2 separate regions of the Sus scrofa genome follow, and region 2 is linked to region 1. Evidence: chromatin contacts called from public Hi-C data. All regions are on one chromosome and are shown on one strand. The core of a region is the stretch at or near the end of the contact, and the rest is flanking DNA. Distances in the headings are between cores, read along the strand shown. Region 1 holds the start of KREMEN1 (kremen protein 1). Region 2 has its middle 30 kb from the start of EMID1.

The links. Hi-C and Micro-C count contacts between places; a contact is called where the count stands out from the background.
Region 2: a Hi-C map of fetal skeletal muscle shows a contact between it and region 1, with 2.0 times the contacts expected there. The contact joins the enhancer-like site here to the promoter of KREMEN1 in region 1. A contact is called at or near these places in 4 of 47 Hi-C or Micro-C datasets (alveolar macrophages, embryonic fibroblasts, fetal skeletal muscle and 1 more) and 1 of 2 datasets of contacts at active chromatin or transcription factors (skeletal muscle).

Annotation. Positions count from the first base shown.
Region 1 is chr14:46,250,452-46,258,382 of Sscrofa11.1, forward strand. KREMEN1 (kremen protein 1) reads left to right here and starts at 3,797. Exons shown (of 9, transcript XM_013990380.2): 1 at 3,797-3,987. The coding sequence starts at 3,891. It overlaps C14H22orf31, which reads right to left and starts at 3,678. Exons shown (of 5, transcript XM_021073684.1): 1 at 3,579-3,678; 2 at 2,542-2,763; 3 at 2,333-2,442. The coding sequence starts at 3,678.
Region 2 is chr14:46,324,175-46,332,105 of Sscrofa11.1, forward strand. No RefSeq gene overlaps it. Among named protein-coding and RNA genes, the nearest start is that of EMID1, 30 kb to the right of the region's middle. Within about 2 kb of position 4,332, at least 11 of the 83 cell types and tissues checked have an H3K27ac peak or open chromatin away from gene starts, as enhancers often do. A contact at or near this core is called in fetal skeletal muscle, where this site is marked.

The DNA of each region.
Region 1 (7,931 bases), core at 2,547-5,046:
GAGGTTGCGGGTTCAGTTCCTGCCCTTGCTCAGTGGGTTAACGATTCGGCGTTGCTGTGAACTGTGGTGTAGGTTGCAGACGCAGCTCGGATCCTACGTTGCTGTGGCTCTGGCGTAGGCTGGTGGCTACAGTTCTGATTAGACCCCTAGCCTGGGAACCTCCATATGCTGCGGGAGAGGCCCAAGAAATGGCAAAAAGACAAAAAAAAAAAAAAAAGAATAATTCACCATGTGTTTAGAAGTGCAGTTCTGGAGTCCCACTATCTGGGTTCAAAGCCCAGCTCTGCCATTATGCGACCTTTAGTCACGCCATTTAACCTGTCTGCATGAGAGGGCTGGTAAGGGTGCCACTGTCATATGTGAAATGTGACAGCAAATACTGCACCCTGCCTAGAGTTTTGTCAAATCCTCAGTAAACGTTTGTTATTCTTGTTATCATAAGCAGACTTTTTCCAGTGCTCTCTCCACGGCATGACTGTCCTTTGAGCAGAAATCGTCTGAACTGGAGTTTCGAAGATACCAGGATCATGCAAATGCCACCAGCTGAGATCTAGCTTCTTGGCAAATCCTGCTGCCCTCAGAGAGGAATCCAAGCGAGAGCAGGCAAACAGACAGACACCAACATCTTCCTGGAGGCCCGGGGCTCCAGTCAATGCCCTCACTCTTTCCATGAAATAAAGCTGTTTAACGACTGAGGTATGTGAAGCATTGAAATGAATATCTCAGGCTGTTCCTTGCCAGGGCCAGGGACCACATAACTGAGCAAAGACCTTGAGCCATTACGTGCCCTGACCTAGACCTGCTCAGCTGTATTTTTAGCCTCTCGGTGCTGTTTCCATCACCTGTGCTGGGCTTTATGCTGGGAAAGTGAAGAGGGAGGCCTGGGGACAGCTAGAGGGATGTTGCTCATGGCAGCCAGTGGGGACAGGAGCTTGCACGTTATTTCTGAGTTCTGTTGTACAAACCTGATTTCAGGGGCGTGCAACATTTCAGGGGTATGTGTGGTTAGTGACACAGGCTCCTGAGTTCGGAAGGGTCCCAGGCTTGGCCTAATGCTCTGTTGTTGCCATCTTGAAATTTTTTTTTAATAATATTTTTATATTTTCCATTAAAGCCAATTTACAGTGTTCTGTCAATTTTCTGCTGTACAGCATGGTGACCCAGTTACACATACCTGTATAGATTCTTTTTTCTCACATTATCATGTTCCATCACAAGTGACCAGACATAGTTCTCAGTGCTACACAGCAGGATCCCATTCTTGAAATTCTTAATAATTTTAACAAGGGACCCCACCTTTTTATTTCCCACTGTACACAAGGCCAATAGAACAGAATAAAGGAAGGAGGTGGTGCCCTTTCTGCAGGGCAGTAAGACTATTACCGTGGTGGAATAAGCTACTACCATGAGGCATATGCACCCAGATTTGGCCAAATAAACCAGATTTTGAGCCCACTGTCTGCCCCTCTGAAACTAGGATGAGATGTGAAAGGACCTTATAAACTGTAGAGAGCTGTGTTCTGATTTGCTAAAAACTTTCCCTAGCATGCTATTTAAAAGTCCACAGTTCAGGAGTTCCCGTCCTGGCTCAGCAGAGATGAATCTGACTAGGAAACATGAAGTTGCGGATTTGATTCCTGGCCTCACACAGCGGGTTAAGGATCCGGCGTTGCCATGAGCTGTGGTGTAGGTTCAGACACGGCTTAGATCTGGCATTGCTGGGGCTCTGGCGTAGGCCAGCAGCAACAGCTCTGATTAGACCCCTAGCCTGGGAACCTCCATATGCCGCTGGTGAGGCCTTAAAAGGACAAAAGACAAAAAATTTAAAAAAATTTTTTTTTAAGTTCACAGTTCATTCTGTCAATATCATTTTTTGTCTTTATAGTACTTTTTGTTCTCTGAAATTCACATTATTTTCCTCATGATTAGTCGGCCTCTCTCTTCCCAGTGTAAGTTCTTGTCTTGTTGGTGCTCTCAGCAGGCTCCTCACTGAATATTTGTTAAATGGAGGAAGGATCACATTTACTGAGTGCTTGTGCTAATGGTTTTACCTGCATGTACCCATTTTATTCACCTTCAAGGGGCTCTTGCCTGGGAGGGTGCAAGTTAAGAGGTGAAGGATTCCTAGGTTCTGTTGGAGGAGGTGATTTTGGAGGTGGGGAAGGGCCCCAAACGGTGCAGAAGAGAGATAGTAAGCAGGAGTGAGAGACACCAGGTGGGATGTGGAGGGTGTGTCCCCGCGGACCTGGGCGGGGGAGGGGGGCAACATCCCCCTGCTCCAAAAAGGAGCCCAGAGGATTCTTGAATTTGGGAATGGCAGTGAAAACAATGCCTGAACATGATTATTCTTGCTGCGGCGCTGGGTGGTGTGGGTGGAGAGGGACGGAGCTGGGAGGCCTCGGGGGAGGTAGCGGCGCCTTTGGTGCCCAACTCTGGGAGCAGCTGGGTGGGGTGGGATGGGGGATGGGGTGGTGGTGGGGTTTGGGGGAGAGGTGGCGGGTCCAGCTCCCGGGTGGCTAGGGGGCGCAGGAGCCGGTGTACCTAAGGCGGGCCGGGGAACCCGCGGGATGAGGACAGCCCGGCCCGGTTCAGGGCTCGGCGAGTCTGCACAGGAGGACAGAGGTTCCTGCCGCCGCGCCGGGCGCAGGCCCGCACTTGCAGGTCTGGGACCGGGGACTTGAAAGCGCCCGGTGCGCCGCCCGGACCTGCCCCGAGGGGCGTCACCTCGGCGCTTTAGGCGGGAGCTGAGGGGAAAATCTCTGCCTGAGGGAGCGCGGGGGAGGAGAGAGAACCACGACAGACCCCGAGGGCGGGCTGGGAAGACCTTGCGGGGGAGTGAGAGGCAAAGGGCAAGCCACGCCGGGCGCCGAGAGTTTAAGGGAGCCAAGCGCTCCGAACCCAGGGATCGAAGACTCTAAGAAAGCGTCATTGCCCCACCCACCTCTGGACTTTTTCATTGTCGTACGCTTTACTTGCTTCTGTCTTATCTAATCTTGTGAAGGCCTTTTATTATTTTTATTTTGCAGATGACAAAGAGCTGGAAAGTTGCCCCAGTTGACAAAGATGTGCGATAGGATTCGGAACCAAGGCTCAGTGTGCTGCCTCTTTTGTGGCTACAACAGTTGGGATGGTGAAAGGAATTTAACATGTTCTAAGCTCCTACTGCATGTGTGTAAAAGTTTCCACGCATTATTTCATTTAGTACAACCATTTTTGAGTAATTGCTATCAACGCCCGCATTTAACAGACGAGGAAATTGAAGTAAGAGAGCTGTTTTTCCTTTAAATCTGCCCAAGATCTTACAAGTGATCAAGTGGGATATGAACCGAAGGCTGACTCCAGAGCACCCTTTTTTAAACCCCTGCGATGAGCCAAGCAGGGAAAAGCGGATTGCAAACTGCTGTTCTGATTATTACCGCTGCGGTTGAGCCCGCGTGTGGGTCACGACCCGAGTGAGGGTGGAGCAGGGGTCACTGGGCACCCGGCAGGCTCCAGATAGGCCAAACCTCCGCCTGGGGTCTTGAGGGCGGTGCCCCAGGCCCCGCCCCCTACCTGCTAGTCCGGCCCCTGAAACCTACCAAGAAATTGCTCCAAGGGTGGGCGGGCCCAGGTGAAGAGTGTGGGCGGAGACTGGTGTATGAGTGGCAGGCGCGGGCGAGACAGGACGGGCGTGCGCATCGGCTCCGCCCCTCGGGCCTCACCGCGGAGCCGGGCGGGCCCCGGGCGGCCGGGGCGTGGCGGCGCTGGGGAGGGCGGGCCGGGGCGGGGCGGTCGGGCGGCCGGGGCGGAGCCACGCTCGAGCCCAGCGTCCCGCTCCCATGGCCGCCCCCGGCTCCCAGCGCTGCCCCCTCTCCCCCGGGCCGCGCCCCGGGGCCCCGCACTGACGGCCCATGGCGCCGCCCGCCGCCCGCCTCGCCCTGCTCTCCGCCGCCGCGCTCACGCTGGCCGCCCGGCCCGCGCCCAGCCCCGGCCTCGGCCCCGGACCCGGTGAGTGAGCGACCCCCCGCGCCCGTCCTGCGCGGAGCCCGCCCGGGGCACCCAACAACGTCGCCCCTACCTTCTGGTATTCCTTCTCCAGCCCTCAGCGACGCCCCTCGGGTGGCGAGGGCCCCCACCTCAGGACCCGAGACTCCCCCAGGCCCCTCAGCGACGCCCCCAGGCCGGCGCCCTCTCTGTCTCAGTACCTCCGAGACCCTTTCGCCAGGCTTCTCAGTGACCCTCCCCGGGACCGGACGTCTCTTCTGTCTCAGGACCCCCGTAACCCCAGCTCAAGCCCCTCAGCGACTACCCCCGGACCGGGACGCCCTCCTGCACCGAGCCTCTAGACGCTGCACCCCCACCCTAAGCCTCTCAACGACACCCTCGCGCCGGGCTCCCCTCCGCAACCCCCACAACGACGGCCCCAGGCCCCCCTCCCACCTATGTCCGCGGACCCCGCGCCACCCCTTTCAGAAGCCGGTGCAGAGGCGACGAGTGCCGGCGCCCGGCCCCCGGCCCCTCTGCCGGGGTCCCGGCTGAGCCCACTTGCCCAGCGCTGTAATTTCTGCCTTGTGAGCAGTCAAGTTGACCTGCCCTCCCTGCAGGAGGCAGATCGGGGTCCTGAGATCACCCTCTCTACCCGGCCGGAACGTCCCTCCCTCCCCCGCGCGGTGACTTTGAACTTCCCTTTATGACTCAGGTGCAGGTACAGCGAGAAAAGAGAAAGAAAGGAAGGGGTGACGGGAAACTTCTCCCCAACAGAGCTTAGGGGGCTTATCCTGAGAGTGCAACGCAGAGCCGCACTTCCCCGGGAGCCTCACACTTTAAACAGGGTCACCTGCTCCCCAGTCCAAGGCCAAAGCCAGGTCTTCCCAAGTCCCTAGACCAGGATGGAAGCTGAGACTTTGCTTAGCTTTCCCACATACCCTTCCTTGCAGCAAACTCTTCAAGTTTAAGAGCAGGCAAGAGGGCGTTGTCTGGCCCGGTTACATTTCTCTCCAGGTTGTTCAGGTGTTGAGAATTGGGCATTAGTGGAAGGGAGGGAAGGGTAAGAAAACCAGCCCCTGGGTCCTCACCCAGAGTCACAGATTGTGATGTTGGAAAGACAGGATTTTGCTGAAAGAAAATTTAGAGTTGCTTTGTTTACTTAACAGCTTGGATTAGTGATAAAGATAGGATTTGGTGTTGTCACTTAAACTGTGTGACTTTGGGTTGTGCCTTCAGCTCTCTGAGCCTCAGTCTTCTCATCTGTAAAGGAGGGATGACAACTTCCTGACAGGTTGTTGTGAAGATTAAAAGATATACTGCAAGTAAAATACCCACATGTAATAGGCAGTCACTTAACATATTTTAATAATACATTTTATAGAGCTTCACAGTTCACCAAGTGCTGGGCACCTCATTTGCCCGGGAACACTTTGAGCTTCCAGTCTGATTAACCCCTGAAAAAGTCAAAGCTTGGCTTTAGATAGTGGGGGGGGGGGGGGGGGGGGGGGGGGTATCTCCAAGTGCTGTAAACCTTAGGCTCAGAAAGTAGTTTCTGAGTGATCAGTGGCCTTGTAGGGGACTTCTACAAAAATTTCTGCAGAAGTTTGATCACTTCTACTGTTTGCCCTACGTGAGGAATGAAGGAGGGACTTTCTGAGAGCCAGGATATGTCAACATAACTGTAACCTAGTAACCCCTTAGCTCCACTTTGCCATCTGTGTGGTCAGGATTTAATGTCCTCTACGGAGAGAGAGGTATGGGTGGAAATAAACTGGTTCCTCTCTTGGAAAGGGCAGAGTAATAGCTCTGAAAATTGTTAAGTGAACCAGCTCTGTACTTAGGCTTGTTAGAAGGTGACATTCTCTCCTCAGGCACCCTTGCTTTGCTAAGGGTCAAAAGCAGCATCTCTGGAGTTCCCGTCGTGGCACAGTGATTAATGAATCCGACTAGGAACAATTGAGGTTGCGGGTTCTATCCCTGGCCTTGCTCAGTGGATTAAGGATCCGGCGTTGCTGTGAGCTGTGGTGTAGGTCGCAGATGCAGCTCAGATCCGGAGTTGCTGTGGCTCTGGCGTAGGCTGGTGGCTACAGCTCGGATTTGACCCCTAGCCTGGGAACCTCCACATGCCGCGGGAGAGGCCCAAGAAATGGCAAAAAGACAAAAAAAAAAAAAAAAAAAAAAGCAGCAGCTCCTATGTAGTTGGAACCTCAAACCTTGGTGTGCTTTTATTTGGGAGTCTAGGGTAGGGACAAATAAATAACCATTATGCAGTTAGTGACCCAAGTTCCCAATTCAGTAAGCCTCACCAACTTTTTTCCTACCATTCTGATACATCATCAGTGCCTTTATGACTTTTCCTCTTTAGTTCCAGAAGCAGCTTTAAGTGTATATAACACATGGTCTTCAGCATCACATCCTGTCTAGAGCCTACCCACTAGTTTTTAAAAATCCTTTCCAATAAAAAACATGTTTTACTCTGAGGATATGCCAAACTTGCCATTCCATATTTTTTGATACTGTAATTTTCTCTAAAATTTTGTGGATGGAAAAAAATATTTCAGTGCTTATATTCTGCACAATTTTGTAATATTTAAATTACTGGTGGTTTGCATTTTTGAATGCTGACTTTATAAAAAACAGTTAGCTCATTCCCCATCAGTGCTACTTCTAATTACAGTGTGTAGCCAACCCCAGATGATCTCCCTTCTCTTCATTCTTTGAGATTCTTTCCCTTCCTTCATAACTGATAAGGAGGATGGTAGGGGTTAGTGGGAATCTAGACTCCCTTTGCAAGGAGGAAGGCGGCAGGGCCATGGACCGATTTGGCTCTCTGAGGCGGATTCCCGTCTGGAATTTACTGACCTGCAGGGGACAGCTGAGAGGTAGGAAGAGCAGAGAAGGCTGGGTGGACTTCAGCTATGAGTTTTCTGCCTAAGGCAAATACCTGCTTTGGTGTTTGACTATGTTTAGCAGCTATCGAATATGCATCAACAGAATGTCTCAGCTCAGGTCACTGTTTGCTGTTAACAGTCTTTTATGCTCATCCTCCTCCAGCTCCTCATCTAGAATTTGACCCATTAGACAATCGTGTGTGTTGCCATAAAACCTATGAGTTAACAGGAGAGCTTCCATTGCACAGAGCCATGTCCCTCTTGGGGATTTAATTAATGTTAACAGAATTACTTGTGTAAGGTGGCGTTCCCTTGTGGCTCGGTGGGTTAAGGATCCAGTGTTGTCACTGCAGTAACTCAGGTCACTGCTGTGGTGCGGGTTTAATCCTTGGCTCTGGGTATGGCCAAAAAAACCCTAGAATTACCTGCTGTATACAGCACAGGGGCTGAGAAGCATGAAAAGGACCAGTGTGCATTACTTTGATGTTTTGAGTATTTTAGGAAACACAGAACTGTCAAAACTAACCTGGTATCAAAGAACTCTGATATTTTTTGTGAAAACTTGTTTTGGACCCTAGACAAATCTAATTAATGTTCGAGGTAGGCTTTTATAAATTTTTTTTTTTTTTGTCTTTTTGCCATTTTTTGGACCACTCCCATGGCATATGGAGGTTCCCAGGCTAGGGGTCGAATTGGAGCTGTAGCCGCTGGCCTACATCAGAGCCACAGCAACACGGGATCCGAGCCACGTCTACGACCTACACCACAGCTCACGGCAACGCTGGATCCTTAACCCACTGAGCAGGGCAGGGACCGAACCCGCAACCTCATGGTTCCTAGTCGGATCGTTAACCACTGTGCAACGACGGGAACTCCCGCTTTTATAAATCTTAAAGCAAAAAGAAGTTCCATTTAGGTTCACTTCGAATAAACAGCAGGTTGATACACTTAATATAGATATTGATATACTCATGATTTGGCATATTTGGATCAACAGCAGTAGATGATGGAGATAAATATGTTGACTTATAGTTTTACAATATATTAGGGATTTTTTTTTTAACAATAGGGATT
Region 2 (7,931 bases), core at 3,082-5,581, 74 kb after region 1:
GGGGAGAGGGGAGGCCCTGAGAGGGAGCTGGCCACATCCACAGGCCAGGGGCCCGTGCCTGTGCCAATTGCCCCACTCACACCCCACCCCACCCCACCCCACTTACCCCAGGACTTTGGGCACATGGCCGCCCCTTCTTGCCTGTTTTCTCGTCTGTCAGGTGGAAGCAATTACAGTACTTACCTCATCGAGGTGTGATGAGTTATTACCTGTGGTATGTTTTCAATAACTGGTAGTTCCTTGTTCTAGAATAGAGCTGGGGGGGGGTGGTAGGTGAAAAACAAGGGAGTATCGAGTGATGCCCGAGTACCCTGACTTTGGTGCTGAGGAGAGAGGAGGCCATTCTTGCAATAAAGGACATAAAAGGCGCCAAGCGTGAGAGAAAACACGTTGAGTTGGGCTAAGCTAGGTGAGGTCCCTGCGGGACATGGAGGCAAAGTAGTCTGTAGGCCCCGAGCAGGCAGCCTGAGACCCCAGGACGCCAGGCTTGGGGACCACAGTCATGGAATCGGCACAGACCACATACCCTGGTGTGTCTGGGGCCATCCAGTGTCTCCAAGGGGAAGCCTGAGCAGGATCAGAGCGGGGCGGCAGGGATGCAGGCTGGGAGGCAGCTGAGGAAGCCAAGCTCCTGACCTGCCTGCTTCTAGCCCACAGCCACTGCTGGTTCTATGAGCCCCAAGTCCAGATTCTCAGGAGCCTTGCCAGGCAAGGTCCCCCTGTTCCAGCTGCTGCCTCAGACGAAAACATGCTTCTCAGCATGGTGCCTGGACCACTAGCCTCAGAACCCCTGGTGTGCTCGTTCAAAATGCATGTTCCTGGGCTCCACCCCAGACCTGCCACATTCCCGGCTTTGGAGTGACACCGACACCCACTGAAGTGTGACAACCCTTTTAACTTGTTGGGCAAGTTTGGTTGGGAGTCACTTTCTCTTCTGAAAGGAGGAGGTGTCCACTCGTAGACAGTGGCCTTAAGTTCCAATGGCTGCTTCCTTCGCCGTCCACAGTGTTATTTGTTCCTTGACTTCAAAGGCCGGATCTCTCCAGAGACACATCTCCGGCAGTGAGGGCAGGGGAGGAAAGCTGTGTGGTGCAGCAGTTGCTCCGGATGCTTCTCTGGAAGACGCACAGCTCTCCGCGTCTTCTCCCTTCCCGACCTCGCCTGCGGCCAGCAGACAGCCCTAACCTGCTGTGGCGCTTGCTCCACAAGGGTGCCTCAAAGGCCAGCTTCACTTGAGTGTTTATCTTCTCTGAGCTTTCATTCTCTCTCTCCCAGAAGTGCTTTCCTTCCCTGAAGGAAAATATTTTTAGTGGCTGGTGGAAAACAAATGGGGTGGCCTCATTGGTTGAACTTCTTAGAGACAGAGCCGCCTGCAACAGAAAAATAAATATCTGCAGCCAGAATGTGCCCCTGTCTTGCCTAAAGCAGGGCCAGGAGGAGCCCCCTGAATCCTCCTTAGTGGACGTTGGGAACCGCTGACCTTGATCCCATCTCCTGGCTCCGAACCTGAGAGATGGGGATGCTGTAAACCACACCCACCAGGGAGCCAGGGCCAGGGCAGCCACCAGTCTCATCCTCTGTCAGGCACTCAAGGCTTTTCTTCCTGCAGAGACAAGACAGGCTGGACAAGGATGATCTTGTCTCCAAGCTTAGAGGTCATGTGATCATCCCTCCCCCACTGGGCTGCGTGCGACTGAAACTGCAGGCCGTCTCTGGGGCTCAGAGAACTAGGAAGCTTTTGTTCCTCTGTGGCGAGGTCGGGTCCCCATGGGGGATTGTTTTTGCTTGGCTGAAAGGGATGCTTTCAGGATAGAATATTTCAACCTCAAGAAGCAGCAACATTTGCTTGTAGCTAGAAGTCTTCCTTTCTGGTCTCCGGCTGTTGTCTGGAGCCACCAGGCCCCTGCTGAATGGGACTACGCCCAGCAACTGGGGACAGGCAGCACTGGGCTGGGCTGGCCATGGACCAGACTGTGTTCTCGAGGCCCAGCTCCAGGACAGCCGAGTGGCAGGTTTGCCCTCGGCTCTCTTGGTGATGGATCCTGGGCTCTGGAATGAACATGCCAGCTGTGGATGAGTGGGCTGGGGAACCAGGATCCACGGGAGAAACATTTTAGGGGGAAAGGAGATCCAAGCTTGAGGTTCAGACTATCTCCTCGGGGGATAAATGAGAACATCTGAAACAGCCAAGGCTCTTGAATCAGAATCTTCAAATCTCACTCATTTCGCTTTTAGGAACATTTACCATGGTCCCAGTTCAAATGAAACCACTGAAATTTTTTTTTCTTTTTTAGGGCCTCACGCACAGCATATGGAAGTTCCCAGGCTCAGGGTTGGATCTGAGCTACAGCTGCCATCCTATGCCACGGCAACACCGGATCCCCAACCCACTGAGCGAGGCCAGGGATCGAACCTGCATCCTCATGGATACTAGTTGGATTCGTTTTGGCTGCGCCACAACAGGAACTCCCTGAACTTCTAAAAACTTAATTGGGGGCCTGCTATTTTGCACACCGATTGTGTGAATATGTCTAATGAACTCGCTTTAGTTGCTGATTCCATTGATAAAATAGGATCAAGAAAACCCAGGGGGAATTCAAACTTCATATTTAGCCAAGTATGGGACAGCTTTTTATGGCCCCTGGTGAACTGAGGAAAGAGCTGAATGTGCCACAGTGATGATGATGATAATAGCAGCAGCTAACTTCTGCAGCACCTGTGTGTGCCAGGCCCTGCACAATCCTCCTGTCATCCTTGGGCTAACCCCGCTTGGAAACTGAGGCTCCCAGAAGCAGCCTGGCCAGTGGAGGGCAAGGTCAGGATTCAGCTCACCTGCTAGCTCCAAAGCCAGGGCTCCTGGTTTCTGCTGCACTGCAAGCACCTCCCACCAGGGCAGGCCCCAAAGACCCCCAAGGTCTCCCCCCAAATGTCATTGATGTTGCCTCCAGTCAGCGCAGGGAAAGTACAGATCAATTTGCCTGGGGCGAGGAAAGCATCAAACCCTCACTGTTACCTACTTGAGGATCAGATGAATGTCATCAAGCCCCTCCCCAAAAGGCCTCACCCACAAAAAACTACATAGAAATTCTGGAGATTCAGAGACACCCCCCCAACCACCACCTACCAATTGAAAAAAAAAAAAAAAACCCTTCCAATGATTTCAGTTTCAAAATCTCTCCATTAAACCATAAATAACAGTACCTGGAAGTTAAAATTAGACCAAAAGAATAATAATCGCAGTAGTAACCATGGATACATCTACCTGATCACTTACCCAGAGTCAGGTGCTCAGGCCAGGAATTAACAAACTTTTTCTGCAAAGGGCTAAACAGGAACTATTTTAGCTCTTGTTGGTCAGACTGTCACAACCTCTCAGCTATGCCTGCACTGGTTGGGAACAGCAGCCTGAAACTTCCATGGACCCCACTACTGCAAGTCCTAAAGCCACTGGGTGACTCTGTGAGGAGACGGGGATTGGCAGTTGGAAGAAGGCACCGAGGACCACCCCTCAACAGCCACAGACAACATATAAACAAATGGCAGGTTGGAGTCCCCGTTGTAGCTCAGTGGTTAATGAATCTGACTAGCATCCATGAGGACACAGGTTCGATCCCTGGCCTCACTCAGTGGGTTAAGGATCTGGCGTTACCCTGAGCTGTGGTGTAAGCCGGCAGCTAGAGCGCCGATTCAGTTCCTAGCCTGGGACCCTCCATATGCCTCAGGGGTGGCCCTAAAAAGCAAACAACAATAACAAATGGCAGTTTGTGTTAAAAAAAAATTTTTAACAGACATTGAAACCTGGATTTTCTATAACCTTCGCATGTCACCGAATATTCTTCCTCTTTTGATTCTCCCCAACAATTAAAACAAGTAAAAACCATTCTTAGCTCGTGGGCCATCCTGAAACAGGCAGCAAGGCCACAGGCCAGCCCCTGCACCATGCCAACCACTTTTCATACTTTTCATACATCAGATTGAATCTCGCAACAGCTGGATGGATTAGGCCTTGTGATTATCCTCATCTGTCAGATGAAGCTATTGAGGCTCGGTGAGGTTAAATAATTCATTCAACAAGCACAAGAGTTGGGACCTGAACCCACCCCCAAGCCTGTTCGCTTTCGTGAGCAACAAGCTGGGTGAGTTTAAACTGGGGGAAAAGGGAAGGACAAGGTGTGGGGCAGGGGGAGGGGTGCAGAAAGGGGGACCCTAATGCATGGCAGCTCTTCAGCCCTGGGAGCACAAGGGAGGAAGGGAGGGAGGGAGGGAGGGGGAGAGGCTCTTGGCTTGAAAGGGCTGCACTGCGGGGGAGGGCGGCTGGTTTCCTGAGCCGTTGTTCCTCCAGCGACAGAGGCCCCAGATCCAGGACAGCTGGTGGCCCTCACGTTGTTTTGCATCTCCCAGGTTCTCTTAGTTATAACCAATTTGCCACCCTTAGCAATGCCTTGTTCTCCTTTGCTAATACCCAGGAGTTGGAACCAGGGGCCTGATTCCCAGCCAAATATTTGGCTAAAACCACTTCCCCTTCCCGTGTTAGGGAGCCCCAGTCTCTTAGAAACTGGCCTTCTCAGTCCCGTGAGGCGGGCAGGGCAGCCCTTTTGCACACGGCCTTCCTCAGCTGAGATTTGCCATTAAATCTCTAAGCAAAGAGTCTTAGCAAAGGATCTGCTTCACTTTCGCTGCCTCCTTGCTTCTCTGCACAAGGGGTGGGGGAGGGTGTGGACTTGCCATCACACCTGTGCAGGTAACCTTAGCCAAGCCACCTGGCTTCACTGAGGAAGGCTTGATTGCTCATAAGAGGAGAATTAAGACCGTGGACTCTGACTTGTAGGGACCAGCTTCAATGTGGGCTCTACCATGACCAGCTCCCAGACCTCAGGCAAGTTACTTTACCTTTTTAACCTCAGTTTCTTCATCTATCAAATAGGTATAACAGTAGTTTCTCATAGAATTGTTGTGAAGATTAAATAACATAATAAAGGCAAAATGTTTAGCTCTGTCACCAGCATTTTAATGATTTTCATCAGTAAATTAAGGGGGGTAACACTCCAACCACAAAGGTCTGGAGAGGGGTCAGCGTGTCAAGGGCCTGGCCCATACTTTCAACTCTGCAAATGGGAGCCAAATCAAATGGTTTTGCACCCTGCCTTTGGGATTGAAACACTGTTTATCTAACGCCAAGCACTCAGTGCACAAAATAAGTTCTCTCCTCAGAAAATAATTTCTAACTTGGTTCCTTTAAGTAGCTAGTTTACCCTAATCTGTTCCATATATGTCCCTATTTTATAAAAAAGTCTGCTGACCATCATCTCAGCAACATTATCTATTGGGTGAAAATATCCTTCTCTGCTGATATCCTTGCTTCAGTTCAGGAACAAATCCAGAATTTGGATGTCGTTTTATTTCCCTCCTGGCCCCACGTGGGCAAACAAGCAAGTTAAGCCCCAAGCCCAGCTCCACTGCCTGGGCTATAGCCCCAACCCTGCCTCCGGCACCCTTGCTTTCCTGGCAGGAGCCGCCCCTGTTCAGCCTTCCTCACCAGCGCCGCCTAGTGGTAAGATCGGAGAGCTGTGGCTGAACGTCAGCCTTGGAACAGCCACCCCCACCTTGCAACGCTCAAGGCCCTAAACCTGGTCACTAACCCAGGACAGTCTCCGTCACCACCTAGAAGCCCTCGTATTCTCAGATTTTCTGTGTAAAAGGCGAGTCCTCTTTGCCTGATCCCAACCACAGGCAGGGACCCAACAACAGGCAGGTCTTTATTTAAGAGCATCCTTTTTTTCTGTGTATAAAGTTCCATCAGGAGTTCCCTTCATGGCTCAGTGATTAATGCACCTGACTAGTATCCATGGGGGCACGGGTTCAATCCCTGGCCTCACTCAGTGGGTTAAGGATCCGGCTGCCGTGGGCTGTGGTGTAGGTCACAGACATGGCTCAGATCCCGCGTTGCTGTGGCTGTAGCATAGGCCAGCAGCTATAGCTCTGATTCAACCCCTAGCCTGGGAATCTCCATATACCATGGGTGAAGCCCTAAAAAGACAAAAGACAAAAAAAAATAAAGTTCCCTCAGCAGGGATGTGAGCATATAAATTATTCTATTTGCATACTATGAAATTCTACGTCACCATTCAACACATTTTATTTGATATATCTACATGTAGCTTGAATCTTTTATATCCTTGAATTACACGTGCAATGGGGGGGGAAGCACATTAATTATTTTAACAATTGGAAAGTGTAAAAACCCTTGTCTCACTGGCACTTCTTTTTCTGTCAAAGAGTCAAAATGCTGGAGTGTGTGTTTCCAGGACAGACTAAGCACTGAGGGCAGCATTTCCCCTGCCAGGGGAAGTCGCCTGGGGTCCTAAGTCCTGGTCAAATCCCCTGGCCTGCTCCACCCCACACTGAGCCATTCCCAGAGGCACCTGCTGGTGCAGGGCCCCCCCCAGAGGCTTCTGCTTGGGGCTAGTAGAACCCCTGATCCACAAGTCAAAAGACCCCTCTCTTTGTTAACTACAAAATAAACATCTCCAGGCCCCCTGGGCTACTTGCAGTACAAATGTTTATGCCTTTGGAAAGAGAAAAAAGAGACTTTTGCAAGTTCTCCGGAGCAGATGGGCGCCAAGTTTGTAATTAACCCTCAGTAACTGGGGTGTCTGATCCTCCGCCAACAAGTCTGCAGCAGGTTGAGGGGGGCAGCTGTTGTGGGCTTCTGCTATAACTTTGCTTTTGAGGCCTCAGAATGCTCTCTGGAAAGGATGCTGGCTACATCTTTAAAACTCTGAATTAGGCACTAGGCACTCACCCTGAGAAAGCCCCCAACACCACAGCACCTGCTCTAAGTGAAGGGTCGTGAGCAGCTACAGCATTCAGACTGCTGGGGGTGAGACCCCTGCTGATGGGTGTGTGCACAGAGCCAGGAGGAACAAGGCCCCTCCGCCATAGGGTTAACATACTGAAGAGCAGGGACTTAGTGTTATAAATGGCGGACATCAATTAAATGCTGGAGGACCAGGCATCCTGCTGAAGTTGACACACTGTGTATTATTTCATTTGATCCAGCCACCCTGTAGGGTGGGTATAGTTCCATTCATGTGTCACAGGGGAGGAAACTGAGTTGCAGAGAAATGGTCTGTATTTATTTGTTTTTCAGTCTTATTTAATCACGACTAGGTAGGTTCTTCTTCAGACAGATGGCATCCTTTGCCCAAGGTCACTGAGCTAGAGAGTGGTGGCAGAGTGAGGTGAAACTGAGGGGTTTGCAGCTTCATAGTCATATTGGCCATCCCTGTCCATTTGTATTCACTAACACAAAGGACAGTTATCACCTTTCAGGGTTCCAGAAGCAATGCCAGACTCAAAGGAGCTCCCTGTAGGAGCTGAATGCACAGATCAGCTCACCCCCTGGGGGTACCTGGAGGGAGTGAGAGGGGCAACTCTCAGCCCCTGGTCCCAGAAGCACATCATGAGAGGCTGGGGGAATCTCCAAAGATCAGCCTCCTCCACCTTCTCAATGGGGAACTGAGGCCCAGGGGCAGACTTCATGCCCATGTTGCCACCATGACTTTGCCTCCACAGTCAGTGTCCTTTCCAACGCCACATGAAGCTTCCTGAAAAAAAAAAACACACACACACAAAAACAAAAACAACTGAAGCTGGTGGCAAGCCCTGGACTGGGAAAATGGTGAATCAAAGGCTGATCTTCTGGCATGCTTCCTGGGCCCTCTATCTGGGCAGAAGGCCTCTCCCAGTTTCTAAGGGTGTTTCTTCATGCAAAATTGATTGTGGACTTTAGTGTCAGCTTTAGTTCCAGCATCTTATGGATTCAAGGCACTCTTAGTGTCACAAACAGGCAGGGAGCAAGTGTGGGCAGAGGGTCTCCAGGAGATTTTAGGAGTGAGACCTAGGAGTGTACTCCTTCCCTGTACTTCACT